2 separate regions of the Sander lucioperca genome follow, and region 2 is linked to region 1. A link is a contact called in public Hi-C data. All regions are on one chromosome and are shown on one strand. The core of a region is the stretch at or near the end of the contact, and the rest is flanking DNA. Distances in the headings are between cores, read along the strand shown. Region 1 holds the start of LOC116047014 (alpha-1,6-mannosyl-glycoprotein 2-beta-N-acetylglucosaminyltransferase). Region 2 holds the start of disp1 (protein dispatched homolog 1).

What was found. Hi-C and Micro-C count contacts between places; a contact is called where the count stands out from the background.
Region 2: a contact with region 1 is called in a Hi-C map of liver, with 4 times the contacts expected there. The contact joins the promoter of disp1 here to the promoter of LOC116047014 in region 1. A contact is called at or near these places in 2 of 2 Hi-C or Micro-C datasets (liver and muscle).

Annotation. Positions count from the first base shown.
Region 1 is chr9:14,852,425-14,857,704 of SLUC_FBN_1.2, reverse strand. LOC116047014 (alpha-1,6-mannosyl-glycoprotein 2-beta-N-acetylglucosaminyltransferase) reads left to right here and starts at 3,317. Exons shown (of 1, transcript XM_031295500.2): 1 at 3,317-5,280. The coding sequence starts at 3,450. The coding sequence ends at 4,718.
Region 2 is chr9:15,102,835-15,108,114 of SLUC_FBN_1.2, reverse strand. disp1 (protein dispatched homolog 1) reads left to right here and starts at 2,333. Exons shown (of 13, transcript XR_004104289.2): 1 at 2,333-2,519.

The sequences.
Region 1 (5,280 bases), core at 2,068-4,567:
AATTAGTATCAGACTACCACTTCTGGTAATTATGGTTATATGTCAGTTCCTTTCCAGGAAATTATTAGGAAACTGTCACTGGAATTAGTTATCAAAGAATGGACAAAATCACTGGAGTTGTTTCTTTAAGCTTACTTTACTTTAGAGTCAGTTTACAGCACTCAGTGTAAGTACAGAAAATGACTGACGAGTGACCTCAACAATGGCTTTTTAAAGGAGTAGGGGGTCAAGTTAGTTATACGGTTCGCACAGTCAGTAGCTTTCTTCTTTTCTCTGGTCAGGCTCGGCATCTCCTCCACGTTATGTGCTCTGCCTTCAGGGCATCCTGTGCTTTTTGCAAGGTCACTCAGCTTTCAACATAGAAATACTAAAACAGCACTTTTGATGCAAATGGTTTAACCCTTGTGCTGTCTTCCCGTCGACCATGCAACTTTTTGTTTGTCTTTTCTGGGTCAAAATTTAAAATTGCTTTTACTCTTTAAAATTGCAGTATACTCAAACACTAAAACTGCTCAGTAATTCTGTTGTCTATGACATATCTGTCCACAAACTTTTTTTTTCTTTTTTTTTCCCAAATACGTTTATTGATCAAACCTCAAAAAGTATTACAGGCTGTATTGGGAATGCCCAAAAGTAGCAGGTTTGACATTTTTCTTGTTTTTAAACGGTGCACATAACATATCCCACCCCTCTTAATCTTCCTCTTTAACCAGATACTAAACATGTATCTTCCATCCATCTAACTTACACCCATCCCCCCCCCCCTCCCTCTCGGCCCGTCCCTGTGTCCTATTCATTGTGATGCACAGGATTGCACTGACAGGTAAAGGAAAAGAAAATTGAATAGGTAATTAAAGAATAAGTAAGTACACAGATAATAAAATACAATAAATAAATAAAGAGTAAAGAAAAAAAAAAGGGGGGGGGAGGGGTCAACCAATGGCTGAGGATAGATAGTTTGTATAAGACATAAAAATTCACTCCTTCGGTGCCTCGTGGCGTTTGATTTTCAATCTGAGGACAAATCGCCATTAGAGTTACATTCCACCACTGGTTTTTGCCTACTCACTATTTCCTGAAAATTGCAGATTCCGTGGAATTATTTTAGGCAGTGGGACAGTTTATCTCAGTGGCTCACACAGCCAGGCTGTTTGCGTTATCTGGAAGAAGTGGTCCAGCAGCTTCAGCAACAACAGGCCTACAGGCGGGACGTCTTCATTAACCATGAGTGGAGCATGACAGCCTGCGGGGGATGATAAAGAGAACATGTCACATTTAAAAACAGCCCACTACTTGCAATTTTTTGCAAAAAAAAAAATAAATAAATAAAGACTTCTAGACTTTAGGGTCTGACCCAATTTTGATATTTTGGTGCTCAATGTTAACACCATAAACTGGCAAGGTGCATTTTTCAATAGAGCGTTATATCTGTCTCCCACATCATTTGATGTAGGGCTTCATTCACCAGTACAATTTGTGTATTTTATACATAGACTGTACAGTCTATGGTTTTATACCACAGCAATCCAAAGATTAAAAAAATAAAAACGGAACATTGACATGAATGGACTGCTGTATTCAAACTTCCCATGCAGCCTGTGTCATGTGACAGACATGTGACAGACATGTGATTGAGGAAAACAAATATTACTTATATATCCAATTTTTGGAGTGATTTGGAAATATTGTTGACAAGGGGTTTAGCATAGCGTAACAAACAGCACAGGTATTCTCCAACGCTACAGTGTCCTATTTAAGCACACTGTCCCAGTATCTGACACCAGTCCCTGCATCTCTTGTTCCTTCTCCTGTTGTTATGCACCCCCCTCCCCCCGCCACTATCAAGGGTATCACGTTTCCTGTCTTGTAGTTTCAAGTATTACACCCTTTGTTATGTGTTTGGGTGAGATTTTAACGTAAAACAATTCCAACTCAACCAGTCAAACCTGAACAGTCGGAGGAAAAAAGTGTTTCCCCATAAAGTCCAGTATATTTCCTTCCAAAAACACTAATCCTTTTATACATTTCGTTCTTATTATATTTTGTTAATTGTATTTTTTTTTTATAGCAGTGCAACATTGTCAAAACTGAAAATCTTATTTCTACTAGAAGAATCAGAATCAGAATCAGAATCAGAACGCTACTACGCTACTACGCCTATATACTAGCCTACTATATCTTTAAATCTTGTTTGAATGCCATGCAGGAGACTAGTAGGCCGAAAAGGAGAGAAAAAAAAATTACACACTCACTAACAAAGGTGGAAGAAGTATTCAGATAATTTACTTAAGCAAAAGTACAAATACCACACTGTACAAATACTCTGTTACAAGTAAAAGTCCTGCATTGAAAATGTTACTTAAGTCAAAGTATGTAAGTACCATTCAGGAAAATGTACTTAAAGTATTAAAAGTAAAAGCACTCGATGCAGAAAAATCCTGACATTTTAGAGACTGGAAACGATCTGATTGGCTAATCCTTTCAGTTGGACTTGTAGGTCTATTTATTGTTGGGCAGTTTCATTTATATTTAAAAAAAAAAATCATATTTTATAAACTACATTGTGTTTTGTGTGCAAAAATCTTAATATGTAAAGTAACTAGTATAAAGCTGTACAATATTCCTCTCTGAAATGTAGTGGAGTAGAAGTAGAAGGTGGCATGAAAAGAACAATTGCAGGCTACTTAAGGACAGTACTTGAGTAGATGTACTCAGTTACATTCCACCACTGCTCAGTGCTCACTAATTACTTGTGATACTGTAGACTAACAAGAAAATGGTCCAATGTTATTGCCGTAAAAGGTGATCATTTTCTAGAGATGTGCCTACTGTTCAGTGTTCACTAGTCAAATAGTGCCTGCTTTACATATCCGTCTCACATTACACAGCTGCACACAACTATAGGTAAGACAATGATTCGTTGAGCAGGAGCTCAGTCTCTCCCCCCGTTGGCTGGATTGTACACGTCAGCAGTCAATAAAATTGTACCCAAGATGTATCATGGTCCCATCATCCTCTTCCTGGTATGAGCGTGTTGACACATTGCACCTAGTTTGGGTAAGTCAAAATTAGCTAACAGCGGTGACATAGCTTCTTTTTTTTTCAACGCCAAATTAACACATGACTTGTATAGGCTACACTGCTTACACCGTTCGCTTTGTTCTGCTTTTTCCCACAGGTGGCCAATACAAGAGGTTGAAGCGACTGTTGTGGCAAATAGCACGCTTTTCAAGCGGAAAGACGGTCCTGCGCGAGGAAAGGCAGCCATCAGCAAACGTTTGACATTTGGGTTAAAGTCGCGCGACGTTGGACTTGTTCATTCAAGTTGGGAGTTAGGAGGAAACAGCGTTGCAAACGAAGTTTACAATGACGGCGAATGCGATAAGGTGAATGAAAGCTGTTGCCGTTGTGTTCCAAAGTCTGTTTTTACTTTTCTGAAAAAAATAAAAATGAGGTTTCGGCTGCTCAAAAGGAATCTGCTCGCGCTGTTGGGTGTTTCCTTTGTACTTGTGACTCTCCTGTTTACAACACGTGTGTTATTAGTTTCCGATAATGACGCAACTGGACTTAATAATAATAATAACGCCGTTCAGGTTAATCAGTGCACGCGCTCTGGTGCCATGGCGAAGTTTAACTTCGGCTCGCTTGCGGAGTTGACAAAGTCCGTTTACAATGCCAATTACAGGCAGTGTGTTCACAATGCGGATAGGTTCCCAGGGGAGCCTAGACTGGTGCTGGTTGTGCAGGTCCACAACAGGCCTGAATACCTCAGACTGCTCATCAAGTCACTGGAGAAAGCGGCTGAAGTCCACAGCTTTCTCCTCATCTTTAGCCATGACTACTTTTCAGAGAAAATGAACGCCATTGTGCAAGGGATAACTTTCTGCAAAGTCCTGCAAATTTATTTCCCCTTCAGCACTCAGCTGTATCCCGATGAGTTTCCTGGAAAGGATCCGCGGGACTGCCCTCGAGACATATCCAAGGACAACGCTCTCAAAACAGGATGCCTGAACGCAGAGCACCCGGACTCGTATGGACACTACAGGGAGGCGTTCATCACTCAGACAAAACACCACTGGTGGTGGAAATTGCACTTTGTGTGGGAGCGAGTGCAGGCGATGCAGGGCTACAGTGGCTTTGTAGTCTTTCTGGAGGAGGACAACTACATCTTACCGGACTTTTTCCATTTCTATAAATCAATGATGGAGTTCAGGAAGAGCAGCTGCCCGGATTGTGACATGCTGTCCTTAGGTAACCACAATGGACTGACAGATTTCACCACACTTTCCAATAAGGTGTTGACCACTGGGTGGATGTCCACTAAACACAACATAGGCATGGCCATCTCCAGGGAGATGTACTACAAACTGATGGGCTGCAACAACGAATTCTGCACCTACGACGACTACAACTGGGACTGGACGCTGCAGCACCTGTCGGGAACCTGCATATCAAAGCCCGTCAAAGTGCTCGTGGCACAGGGCTCCAGGGTTCTCCACACGGGAGACTGTGGCCTTCACCAGAAGGAGAACTGCAGGCCAGAATGGGCCTCACAGAAAGTAGAGGAGAGCCTTCTAGCGGCCAACAACGGCCTCTTTCCGCCGTCTCTTGTCCTTAATGGTGCAGAAGGAGTGGAGCACAAGGCGCACATGAAGAATGGAGGATGGGGGGACGTCCGAGACCATATTCTATGCAAAAACTACGCCAAACGTCTTTGAACTCCCAACTTTTCTCTAAGTCATATTCGTCATTGGTATTCTGCAAATGTGCCATTCATTCATAACTTTTCAGGGTTTCAGAGGCTGCAGTGGGTTGCGTTTTTCACGCGGGAGTGTGCTAATGCTCTCTTCCAGCAAGATCTTCCAAGAAAAGGGACCGATTCAAATCCCCAAAAATGCTGCTGGTACACAGCTAGACTACAGCTTGTTTTGTATGTTTTTAATCGCCAAAGCTGCAAAGTTGCCAAAGACTACTTTTTTTTTTTTTTTTTAATTTGTGTTGTGTTGAATGCAGGCAATCATGTTGCCAGGTTTGTTTACTGTGTCTCTGGGTGTCTTCACAAGCCAAAACATTAGATTTATTGCAGAATGATGGGGATTAAGAGTAAACTATGACACACACACACACACACACACACACACACACACACACACACTAATTTGCAATTTTATTTGCAAATATATTTTTTCTTGACTGGGAACGTTGCACAGGATGTAGTTAATACGCAATTTATTCCCAACAAGTTCAGTGTGTTAGTGTGTGATGAATGCCTGTCTGGCA
Region 2 (5,280 bases), core at 1,084-3,583, 250 kb before region 1:
TAATAATAATAATAATAATAATAATATGAATTTAATATTGGTTAATAACGGTCGAAAATCCAGCTGTTCCACTAGTTGCTCCCTCTAGAGGCCTGGAGAACTTCCGTTGTGTAATCTGGATGCAGCGTTTTTTTGTTGCATTTATTTTCGGGGTTTGTGTGCTTTTCTTTTTGTATCGTTTCATATTTGCAGCGCGTTTATCTATTTGGTTGTGTTGTGTGTATTTGCAGTGCGTTTATGTATTTGGTTGTGTTGTGATATTTGCAGTGCGTTTGCTGAATGCTGCGCATGTGTTGTCAAATTAATGAAGTTGTTTTTCTTTTTGCATCGCTTCTTTTTTCGGGGTTTGCATGCTTTTCTTTTTGCATCGTTTCATATTTGCAGTGCGTTTATGTATTTGGTTGTGTTGTGGTATTTGCAGCGCGTTTGCTGAATGCTGCACATGTGTTGTCAAATTAATGAAGTTGTTTTCTTAATTTGCTTGTGTTTTGTCTATTTGCGTGTGTTTTCTTAAGTTGCAGGGCGTTTGCCCCTGTCGGCCACCGTAGGAAACATCACTGTTGTATGATAAAATATTTGTGCGTTAGAGCATGATAATATCTCATCTAACATCAAACTCTAACTGAACAATTCATAATTTCCAGTTATCTGAGTGGAGTCTTTCTAGTGGGAACATAAAGTCATTTCTTTTTGTCTGAAGAAAAGACAACACATTTAAATGAAAATGAATGAAAATAAAACTAGTTTCCAACCTAACAATGTGTTTCAGTTTAGTTTGAGAAAGAGTATCGCAAATACATGTCACATATAAAACCTTCAATTTAATTGGATTTTTTACATGTGCTCTGTATACTGTATATTCACATGTGTACTGTACAAATGATTTATGAAGGTTGTAAGGTTCTTGTTGTACACTTACTTATCTATTTTCCTTAGGCATTAGACGTCCCTTTAGTATATACTTTTTCAAAATGATCTCTCTTTCATTACTTCAGTAAAACTATTACTATTCAATATGACGATCTCTATGATAGTGTTACAGTTCGGACACAGATGTGGAACACAATCTGAACAAGGCATCAGTTGTTGGAGCAAATCTAATTAAGTGAGAGGGAAAGATATTTATGGATTGACCCTGATGCACTGTGTCATGTAATGCACTTCCGAACAGCAGAGGGAAACTACGACCATCTTAATGGCTTGTAATTTCGGAGAGCACTCTAGTTCTTTCCTCTTTTAGCTTTTCTTCTTGGCATCCACCTCCCTCCACCTCCTCCATTCTGATCATGTTTTGTGTGTGGCAAAGACCTTGTCATACTGCCATAACTGGGATTATTAAAACTTGAATGACAAACCGGAATATTATTTTTGATTAAGAGATATACAGTATATATACACTAGCGGTCAAAAGTTTGGGGTCACTTAAAAATTTCCATTCCACTCCATTATAGACAGAATACCAGCTGAGATCAGTTGCATTGTTTTTTTAACCAGGGCAGCAGTTTTCAGATTACATTATGTGCTTACATAATTGCAAAAGGGTTCTCCAATGTTTTCTCAGTTAGCCTTTTAAAATGATATCAGATTAGTAAACAGAATATGCCTTTGGAACATTGGATGAATGGTTGCTGATAATGGGCAATGTAGATATTGCATTAAAGATCAGCCACTTCTTTCTACAACAGTCAACAACCCTTTTGCAATTATGTAAGTACATAATGTAATCTGAAAACTGCTGCACTGATTAAAAAAAAACAATGCAACTGATCTCAGCTGGTATTCTGTCTATAATGGAGTGGAATGGAAATGTCTAAGTGACCCCAAACTTTTGACCAGTAGTGTGTATACCTTACCTTCTGCTATTGATCCTTCTGCTATTGATCCTTTCATACAGATTTAAGCAGTTGTTTAAAACTATTATTCATCATTTGGGTCTTTTTAGTAGCCTATAGGCTATAATGTAACATTAATAGGTCTAATTTGGCAAAATGCCTACATATAAACTGAAAAAGTGACACTAAGGGTGTTTTATTTATTCACAATTATAACTGTCAAAAATGGAATATTGATTCAGTTGTTCCGTTTTTTTCAATAGCCTTTATGAATTAGTTTTGACTGTTCTATATTGAACTGTATTATCACACCTCGCCACAAATGTATCTCTTTGTCCTTATTTTTACTAGACCCCTTAAAATGAGACTACAGGATGATAGGCTTCTAATACAATTACGAGAAAAAACTACTAGAATAATATAAAAATAAGCTACTGTACCACTCCATATAGACTTCGAGAAGATCGTTTGCTCCTAGTACACTTCGAAGTTCCCTACATTTTTCCAGAAACCTCCTAATGGCTTTCGAGTGCAAACAAGAACTCAGTGCGCAGCTGCCCACCAATGGTTGATGCTTGGCTAGTGGATACATCAGCATCCGGCAAAAACTAGGACCAGGAATACTTTTCCTATCGCCTGTTAGTACTCAGCGTGTGTTTTTGCTTTCGCCCCCGGTGGGTGCCCCATGTGAGTATGCAGCTTGGTTGTGTTGTGTAAGAAACCCCAGAGAAAGCACTGTTGTTAAACCAGCTGTTTTGGTCAGCGAAATTAGCTGGCAGAGGCTAGCAGCGTCACTCAGCTAACATGAACTTAAAGCTAGCCAGCAAACGTCAGCGTTGGATTGTTTTGGTGGTAAAATAAGGCTTAATATACAGAGTTTGGAGCACTCGGTGATGATGAGACAACGTGTCGGAATGCCGTGGGTTCGCTAAAGGAAGCTTTTGGTAATAAAGGTTAACGCTAGCTTGGCTGATATGGCTGTGATTTGACATTTAACGCCAAGGGTATACTAATAACGTCATCTTAATTGACACAAGAACAGGTTCCAGCCTAAAGCTAACGTTTTAAAACTCCCACCTAACACTTTGAATTTAGTACGTTTATGCGAGCGTGTGTTTTAGCTGTTGCTACGTTAACAAAAGTGTAACATGTAATGTTAATTTAATTGTTATTTAGTCTCGTATTGCCATACCTATGTTATTATTAATGTGTGTAACATTTGCGCATTGTTAGTTTGCTAAAACAAGCGTCTTATGGAACTAAACTACTATCGTGCAAAAAACATTCCTGTGCTGTGCTCTCCTGCTGTGTTTTGGTTGTATTGTCGAGAACATGTTAGCAGACCGAAAGTAGAGACTGGTCCGGGCTCGCTGTTTTTGAAAAGGAGTTGCTAAACTCAGTTATTTGAACACCTGCTTAAGTGTTCGCAGGGAAGGGAAGTCCTATTTCATTGTCAAACAACTGCATGCAAATGAAATTATCTGTCCAATTCAGAGACTCTTAACACTTTAGCTTCGTGATCTGCAACAGCTGGATTAAACCCATACTATTTTTCAATCAGCTTTCCTTCTTTGTCTTCTCAGTCTCTAACAGAAAATATCACCCTTGACTTCTTATTTTTCACTAATTCAACTTTTCTTGTTCCATTCCATTGTTTGTTCTTCTTTTGTCTTCTTTTTCTTAGTCACATCCCTGAAACCAGCCTTAAATAATAATTTTTTTTTGTTTTCAAAGTTTCTTATATACAGTATAGATATGGTAGGCTATATTACCCCCCCCCCCCCCCCCAACCAGGCCTAATCCACTGGGAATTCTTTTTTTTTTTTATCTATTTTTAGATGTTTTTTTTTAAAATACAGTTTCAGTGGGTCAGCTCCTTTTTGGAATATCATATTTTTAAATCTCCAGTTAGAGTTTAGCACTGACTTAATGTTGGACCCTATGGAGTCTGTCTTATAGCTTTTTTTAAATTCTCAATTTGGCGACTCCTTCGATGATTCCGTCATCACAGAAACTATTTGGCTCTACATTAATGCTGCCATCAGTCTGTGACTGTCCCGCGCCAGGCCCCCTTGCCACTAGAGGTGCAACGATGAATCGATTAATCGATTAGTTGTCAACTATTAAATTAATCGGCAACTATTTTGATAATCGATTAATCGTTTGAGTCATTTTTTTATAAAAAAATAATATTTCTCTGATTCCAGCTTGTTAAATGTGAATATCTTCTAGTTTTTTCTCTCCTCTGTGACAGTAAACTGAATATCTTTGAGTTTTGGACAAAACCAGACATTTGAGGATGTCATCTTAGGCTTTGGGAAACACTGATCCACATTTTTCACCATGTTTTGACATTTTTATAGATCAAACAACTAATCGATTAATCGAGAAAATAATCAACAGATTAATCGACTATGAAAATAATCGTTCGTTGCAGCCGTACTTGCCACCGGGCTAAACTACTTTTCTGGGGGAAACCCTGTATATATACAATTTAGATATTCTAAGACTTCTAGAGGAGTTATATTGCAAAGATTGAAGTCAGTATGTGTGACCTAGACAGTGAACTCTTTAAATATGTCCCATGACCTTTTCGTCAAGTGAAAATGAACGCTTTACCTACTCTCACTTTAAAACACAAGAATGTACGGCACCATCAAGCAAATCCCTCTCATTAAAGCGTAATGGAAGTAAACAGTCAAGTTAGCTTCAGGTTTTAATTAAGAGAAGGAATTGCCTAATTCTATAAAAAGTAAAAAAGATGTTAAATACCTTGTGCACATGGACTGGTTACTTAGCTCTGCGTTATTAGTTTGTGAGTGTTTCTCTCACGAGCATTAGCAAACTAATCCTCTTCTCATAGCTTCTCAACATGTTATGAACGCGACCAGCAGCTCTTGAGCTGCATAACTGTTTAGTTAAAAAAAAAAAAATCTTCTAGTCAAAATTGACAAAAAAAACCAACTTTCTTTTAACAGGCAGAAACCTCGGACAGAACCTGACTCTTGGTGGGCTATGTGCCGCGACAGGTCTTCTGATTTGCAGTCTTTTTTGTTAACCAAAATACGTTTATTTCCCTCATCTTTGGACTTATATTTGCCAGACAGCATTACCTTATTAAACAGGATATCAGTACGACCAGAACGTTAGATCTAGAGATGTTCCGATACTGCCTAAAATGCTGGTATCGGTATCGGGAAGTACTGGAGTTAATGCACCGATCCGATACCACGTAATAAAGCCCTAAAGAAAATCTACGTTAAAGTAGTTTTATTTATGTTCTTTTTCCGGTATAACTGACTGTCAAACTGGATAATAAAAGAAAGGTCTGGGGCGTTCATTATTTGTGTTTGTTCATGTTTCACAAAGAGTTTAACCTGAGCCAGGCCGACAACAAAGATATAGAAATAATATCACATCCATACAGGGATAGTAGTATACAGTTGTT